2 separate regions of the Sus scrofa genome follow, and region 2 is linked to region 1. The links are chromatin contacts, called in public Hi-C maps. All regions are on one chromosome and are shown on one strand. The core of a region is the stretch at or near the end of the contact, and the rest is flanking DNA. Distances in the headings are between cores, read along the strand shown.

The links. A called contact is a pair of places that touch in the nucleus more often than the background predicts.
Region 2: a contact with region 1 is called in a Hi-C map of liver, with 4 times the contacts expected there. The contact joins two enhancer-like sites. A contact is called at or near these places in 1 of 5 promoter capture datasets (liver), 21 of 47 Hi-C or Micro-C datasets (alveolar macrophages, blood, brain and 13 more) and 2 of 2 datasets of contacts at active chromatin or transcription factors (alveolar macrophages and skeletal muscle).

Annotation. Positions count from the first base shown.
Region 1 is chr11:68,129,079-68,133,200 of Sscrofa11.1, forward strand. No RefSeq gene overlaps it. Among named protein-coding and RNA genes, the nearest start is that of UBAC2, 14 kb to the right of the region's middle. Within about 2 kb of position 1,468, at least 20 of the 83 cell types and tissues checked have an H3K27ac peak or open chromatin away from gene starts, as enhancers often do. A contact at or near this core is called in liver, where this site is marked.
Region 2 is chr11:68,370,908-68,374,554 of Sscrofa11.1, forward strand. All of the region lies in intron 2 of LOC110255850 (a long non-coding RNA gene), which reads left to right. Among named protein-coding and RNA genes, the nearest start is that of TM9SF2, 35 kb to the right of the region's middle. Within about 2 kb of position 1,319, at least 11 of the 83 cell types and tissues checked have an H3K27ac peak or open chromatin away from gene starts, as enhancers often do. A contact at or near this core is called in liver, where this site is marked.

The sequences.
Region 1 (4,122 bases), core at 218-2,717:
TGGAGAGGGTGTGGAGAAAAGGGAACCCTCCTGCACTGTTGGTGGGAATGTAAATTGGTGCAACCACTATGGAAAACAGTATGGAGGTTCCTCAGAAAACGATGCATAGAACAACCATATGACCCAGCAATCCCACTCTTGGGCATATATCTGGACAAAACTTTCCTTGAAAAAGACACATGTACCCTCATGTTTATTGCAGCTCTATTCACAAGACATGGAAAAAACCCAAATGTCCATCGACAGATAATTAGATTAGGAAGATGTGGTATATACACACAATGGAATATTATTCAGCCATAAAAAAGAACAAAATAATGCCATTTGCAGCAACATTGATGGAACTAGAGACTCTCATACTAAGTGAAGTTAAGGCAGAAAGAGAAAGACAAATACCGTATGATATCACTTATATCTGGAATCTAACATATGGCACAAGTGAACCTATCTACAGAAAAGAAACAAACTCATGGACATGGAGAAAAGACTTGTGGTTACCAAGGGGGAGGGATTGGGATGGACTGGGAACTTGGGGTTAATAGATGCAAACTATTGCCTTTGGAATGGATAAGCAATGAGAGCCTGCTGTATAGCCTGGGAACTGTATCTAGTCACTTATGATGGAGCATGATAATGTGAGGAAAAAGGTATACATGTATGTGTAACTGGGTCACCTTGCTGTACAGTAGAAAATTGACAGAACACTGTAAACAAGCTATAATGGAAAAAAATAAAAATCAATATTTACGTTAAAAAAGAAATTTCTTCCCTTTTAAGGCTGAATTCCACTATATGTGTCTATGACATTTGGCTTATCCATTTATCCATCCATGGATACTTGTAACCCTTAGTTCTCTTTGAACTCCATAGTCCATCAGGAACCTTCTGGGAGAGGAAAACCAACCAAGGGAACCAGTGGCTGAGCCCTGGGGCAAGAAGAAAGCTCTGATGCAGCAAAGGGCCACAGAAATGATTCTCAGACAAGGGAGGAAAGAAATTCAGCCAGTATACAGACTCACAAGTATGCACAGGCCCTAAAAGTCACTCATACCGTTGAGAGGTGGCTTCCCCATGGCGGTCATTGCCTCTGGCTCCAAACCCATGCTTCTCTACTTAGCTTCCTGATGCTGGGCTGAAACTTTGCAAACCGCACGGTGGGGCTCAACCAGTGCAGGGTACAGTGAGGCTGTGAGCCAAGCCGGGGGGAAGAAGGAGGGCCCCCGACCTCCTTCCTGCTGTGGTTCTTTGGAGCAACACCCCCAGCATTGCGTCTTCACTCCACTGGGGGCGGGGGGGGGGGGGCACGGGCTGTGCTTTCCTGAAGCAGCAGCTGCATCCTGTTTCCAGTTGTTCCAACACTTAAAGAGACAGTTTCATTGCTCCCCGACCACGGCCAGCCAGCCAGCAGCCCCTCCTCAGTGGGGCCACTCCTCTTAAGATTAAGATTTTAGTAATTCCACCCATCAGTGAAGGCCCCAGAGGCGGTAGCTGCCTCCTCTGGGGTATCTCGGTGTTCTCTTAACTTTCACACAGTAAACATTCTTTGTATTTTGTTCTCTCTTTTCAAATTATTGCTGTGGGTTTTGTCTCTTGACTACAGTCAAACTGACGCACCTCCAACCACTATTTCGAATCGTCAATGCCCTCCCAGGCCCCGTGTTTGAACCCAAACCCTTCACGCTAAATAAGGATGACCTGGCCTCTTGCGTCATCCAGAAAATTACATCTGTTATAGGTGACCTCAAATGTGCCCCCCACCCTATCTATAAACATGTCTATATCCAATTTGCTTATCTTCAGTCTCAAAGGATAAAGCATTTTCTTCCTAATTAATTGCAAATTTTCCATGGGTGCTTTTGACCCCATCCCCTCCCCACCCTCTGGGCTCCTGCTCTGTCCCTATCTCCACTCCCAATCCTTAGCTTGCTCTTTTCTAGAGTCTCCAGGGAGCCGAGTAAGCACAGGTCAAAGCAGTGGTAGGTGCTTCTCTTCTCTGCCCCTTTAACCACATCCGTTTTCCCCCATGGCACGTCCACCCCCAAGTGTGAATTTCCAGGCAAGCACTGCATTCCCAGCATCCAACGCAGAGCTGGCAGGGCGTGAAACCCTGGGTCATGAGTCAAGTTCATCTCACCTGCCTTCACTAATCAAGGTTGTTTTAAGACTTGCATGTGCTCCAAGCAGTCCCTAGCCTAAACAATAAGATATTTGCCAGAATTGTTTTCCAGAAACTTGGAGTCAGCTGTGTCTAGTTCTCGAGCTGAGCTTGCTAAGACTGGATAGGCCCTCGGACCCTCCAACTGGGCATGCGTGAGTGCCCGCTGGGTGACCTTTTCAATGCAGAGGACTGTAGCCTAGTTAACGCCTGCATAGAACCACAATTTCCACACCTTTGTGCAACTATCTTGCCCCACGCTCCCCACCCCTCAGACTGCACTGCTTCTTTATTCATTATCCCATAAATGCCTTGAGCCCCTTCCCTTTAGGCAGGTGGATTTAAGATTTGTATCCTAACTTGGCTGCCTTGCAAAGAAGCCCTCTCCTTGCTGCCAATCTCAGCGTTTTCCCTTGCTGTGCGGGGGTGAGCAGGTTTGGTAAGAGAAGGAGATGGGATGACAGCCAGTGTGTCTGCTGGATGGTAAGATCCACGGAGGGATTGGGGGTGGGTGGGACTTTGCAGTGAGAGCTCCTGGCACACCCTAGCCATGTTTCTCCCAGGGCGGCTCCTGAACCACCCGCGCCAGAACCCCTTGGGGAATTTTGTTAAAAACGCTGACCCAAAACCCAAGTGGGGGCGGCAGGGGGTGGGGGCGGGGTGGTCCAAGGGACACAGGAGCCAACTGAAAGAGCTCCCAGGGCTCAAAGCTGGGACAATTGGAGCAGATTGTCAACAAAGTAGTATTGGGTTATAACTCCAGATACAAAATAAATATCCGTGAGTCCATACTGGTATAAATAAACGGTTGAACAAATAAACAGAGAAGAGACAGATCTGTGCCGAAGAATTCCACCAAGTTTACATGGATACTCGGACTCAGAGAGGTGGAGCCTAACTCCCCCCAAGTGTGGGCAGCACACAGTGGCTTCCTTTCAAAGAGGACAGCAAGAAAAGGCGAGTGTGTGTGTGTGTGTGTGTGTGTGTGTGTGTTGACAGTAGAGAAATATAACACAACCCCAGCCAGGTGATCAAGGTCAAGCAGTCAGGCTGACAGTGGGTACACTTGTTATGAGGTGATGAAAATGGCATTTTACCCCTGGATCTTCCTCCCAACAATCCACAGCCTCAATCTTACCCTGAGAAAAGCATCGGACCAGTTGCAATAAAGGAACACCCTGCACACACCTGACCATGCTCCTCAAAATTGTCAAGGTCATGAAAACAAAGTCTGAAAAACTGTCACAGCCAAAAAGAGCCCAAACAGATGTGACAACTAAACTCCTGTGCTACCCTGCATGGGATCCTGGCCAGAAAAGGGACAGGAGGTAAAAAGGAAATCTGACTACAGCCTGGGCTTTAGTTCATAATACTGTATCAATACTGGTTTGCGAATTGGGACGAGCACGTCACAGTCACGTCAGGTGATAATAACGGGAGAAACTGAGCACAGGGCTTCATAGGACCTCTCTGTACCATCTTCTCCATTTTCTAGAAATCGAAATCTTTCCTCAAGAATAAGATCTGCTGGAAAATGTTTGGTTCTTTAAAAAAAGAACCAAAAAAGATAAAGGAAGTGAGCCTGTGTCCTTAAAAACTGGAAGAGAGTCTTTATTTGTGTAGCTGGCAGACTATTCCTGAGTGATGGCCGTGCAAGCTAAGTGTACAGCCTGGCCTCTCCTTCAGCAAAGGCCCCTGTGGACACTGGAGGCCCCATTTGGCCTTCGGGCAGCCAGAGAGACCCCACAGCGTAAACAGAGCAAAGGTGGGCCCTTTAGAAGGAGGGGGAGAATGACACCCCCTTCTGCTTTAGCACACCCCGGGGAGAGCAGCTCCACCCCACAGAGAATCAGGACCGGGCAGAGCTAAGCCAGAACCTGCCCTCCCTTGTCTGATGGCGTGATCGCGCTGTTCCGATTCCTTACTCCTAATTACTGCTTTAGGAACAGACCGTCTCAGGAGTGCTC
Region 2 (3,647 bases), core at 69-2,568, 240 kb after region 1:
CTTAAGTGGTATTTGTCAAATTACTTATCTTTGAGCATTATTTCTGAGTAATATTTATCTCCAATAATACTTACCTGTGAATACTATTTATCTCTGAAATTATCTCTGAACATGAGATGTCTTCTCCATAAAACGGAATAGCAACAACTGTCTCATGAGGTTATATGTTTTCAATTTTGTTTGAAAACACATTCAGTGAGAGCCCCCATCCCTTCCAGCTTTTCGAAAACACATGCATTCCCCTTGGAAGAGCCGCACAGATCAACTTTGAGTGTTACCTCATGGTCCTGGAGAGTCTTAGAAAGTAGGGGGTGTTAAAAGCTAAATTTCAGGGAAAGATAAACCCATGACTCTCATTCAAGTATAAAAACAGATACATGTTGGAGTTCCGGTAATGGCACAGTGGAAGCAAATCCGACTAGGAACCATGAGGCTGTGGGTTCGATCCCTGGCCTTGCTCAATCGGTTAAGGATCCACTGTTTCCCTGAGCTGTGGTGTAGGTGGCAGACGAGGCTTGGATCTGGCATGGCTGTGGCATAGTCCAGCAGCTGTAGCTCCAACTGGACTCCTAGCCTGGGAACCTCCATATGCCACAGACGTGGCCCTAAAAAGCAAAAAAAAAAAAAAAAAAAAAAAGGACAAATGTTAAAGATATTATTTGGCCCCTCATTCAATCAGGGAGTGTTTCAATAAAGAAGTCAAGAACCGCACATGATATGGAGTAAAAGAAATGTTGAAATGAATTATAAAGGAAGCAACCCTGTTTGGTTGTTTTCCCACCAGTTGGAGAAGGGAATCAGCTGGGCCTCTCCAGACAGAATGGGGATTTACATGTTTACCAGTTATCTGCAGCTCTTTGCATTGTAAAATAGCTCAGAATCAGAATCAGAAGGGAAAACAATCAGAATCAGATAAGACAGAAAGGTATGTTATAGACGACAAGGCATAGCTTTCCATTAGAATACACTTGGTTTTTTTTCCCTATCGCTGAAAGTGTGTGTAGCAGTAATGGGCTCCGTTTTTCATTTCCTACTTCCTAGAATTAGATCATACAGAAATTACCCTGCTGGGACCCAGATTGTGAAATCACTAAAAATCAAGGTCCCGGGTCCTGGAACAAAGCTACGGGCTCCAGGGGCAAACAAAGCTGTTTGCTAAGAATCAATGCCTTGCAACAAAGCAAGCCCCAGCAGCGAGCGCACAGCCCCACTGGCCCCCAGAGCTCGTCTTCCGCGTCTGGCTGCAGCTGGGGCAGGTGGGCTGCTCGCCGGATCGGCCCCACGCGAAGCGGCCGCCCTCTGCCCGCTGGGAGGGAAATTGACCAGCAAGGCCGGCTCCTAGTCAATTTCACGCCCAGCGGGCTCCTCAGGTGAGGCTCTCCACGCAGCACAGCGGCACCACTAGCTCCCAGTTTCTAGTTCTATCAGTCTCCTAATACAGAACAAATCCTTTCCCCTGCGTCTTCTCCAATTCTTGGGACTTACCAGAGAGCCCCGCCAACTGATTTGGGACCCTCCCACCTCCATGCCTGAGATGGTGAAATGTTAGTCCTAAAGCGGTTCCTGCGCGTTGCCCATGGATGGGCATTTGGTCTGTGACGGTCGCTGCCGGGTAGTGCCTTGTTTATCACTCAGGGTTAGTTAGCAGTTAAATACACAAGGGAAGTGATGCGGAGCCCTGGTGTTTATTGATCAAGCCACCTGGCTTGTATATTGAATAGCAAGTGCATTCAACCACTGTTCCAGACTTTTTTTTTTCTGCTCCAAATAGGCGTTCCCCTTGGGCTTCCTAATTCCCCGAGAAGGAAGTAGAGTGTGGGGATAAGGCATTTGCTCTTAACGCAAAATTTAAGGGGCACCAGGGTGTAAAAAATTCCACCATTTAGGCGAATAATACTTCCATACAATTTTAGGGAACCAAAATCAATGCAAACAACCCATAATGAACAAAATATAAGCATTTTAAGTAAAAAGAGGATCCAGCTGTATATGCAGGATCTGAAGGTGAGTCGTGGTCCTGACATCTAGCCTACATAAAAGTCAGGCAGGCAGGTAGCATCTCAAACTATGCCCCACTGCTGCTGATGAATCGAGGCTCTCAGAGGTAAATGTACATTTTCAACACAGTGAATGCACACTTAAGAGGTGCATTTCACTGAAAGTCAATTTTACACTAGAAGAAAAAAAGCTAAACCTAATAAACTCTAATTAAATATTTAAGGGGAAGTGTACTGATGTTTGCAATTTGTTTTTTAAAGAAAAGGATGGCTTGGAGTTCCCGTCGTGGCGCAGCAGAAATGAATCCAACTAGGAACCATGAGGTTGCAGGTTTGATCCCTGGCCTCGCTTAGTGGGTTAAGGATCTGGCTTTGCCGTGAGCTACAGTGTAGGTCATAGATGTGGCTCAGATTCTGCATTGCTGTGGAGCAGGCTGGCAGCTGTAGCTCCGATTTGACCCCTAGCCTGGGAACCTCCATATCCTGAGGGTACAGCCCTTAAAAAGCAAACTAAATAAATAAAAATAAATTTTAAAAAATGAAAATCATTACAATTCTCACTTAAAGAAAAGATGGCTAATGGATGGGTGGAGGGAGGATAAAGGGGCAGATACTGATAAAATATACTAAAATGGGAATAGTAGAATCTAGGTGGTGGGTATATAGGTGTTTACTGTAAAGGTCTTTCAGCTTTGCTGTATGTTTGAAATCTTTCAAGGTAGTTTTAGAAATGTAACAGTACTTAGAATTATATGGAGTAATGTATACATTCAGTGTATGTTGTGATAAATGTGGGATCACCAGCTCCCAATTCAAGGATCTTGTACTTTTTACTTTCCCTTGTCTTTTAAGGAGTAGAAAATGTTAAGGACTTGATTCTAAGTAAAGCAGATTTACTGTCCTCAGTGTCGTGTGTTAGACCACACCCCGGTTCTCTGCGGCAAAATCTCCAATATTTATGTAAGGACCACTATGCACTTTTTTCTCTTTTTCGGAAGCCCTGACATCGCTTAGGGTGTGATAATAGGACACAGAATTGGTTTCGATCTATTGCATTACAAGGGCGTGTAATATCTGTCATGCCCCCAGCATAGCACAGATCTTTCCGATATTTAATGGTTTTTAGCTATGGAAGGGTAGGAGTATATTCTACCCCAAAATATGCCACTTTGGCATAAGAATTATTTTGAGCCGAAGGCAATTGAGAAGAAATAGTTATAAGAAGAGTTCTCTGCCTTCCCACTGTTTGCCGAAAAGCTGGACATAAATGTATAAAAGTGTCCCTCCTCCCTCCTCCAACAGGAAGGACAAAAGTCAATCCTCAGACAACTTTAAACAAATGTCCGTGGAGAAGGCATCAACTTAAATCTACTTCTATTTGCCATGCTTTTCCTGTCACCTGCCCAGAAGTGGCCTCTTCCAGACCCTTCTCCCTCTGTCTTTAGCTGAAACTGGTATTTAAGCCTGAGTTCTAAGCCACCTCTGAGAGCTACTTATCCCTCCATTGATATCTCACATGTGTATACACGAGGTACACCGGTTAATAAACTTCTGTTTTTCTCTTGTTAATTTGTCATTTGTTACAAGGGAGGTTGCAGCTGAGAACTAGGAAGGGCAGGGAAAAATTATTTTTCCTCCTCTGCGTTATTA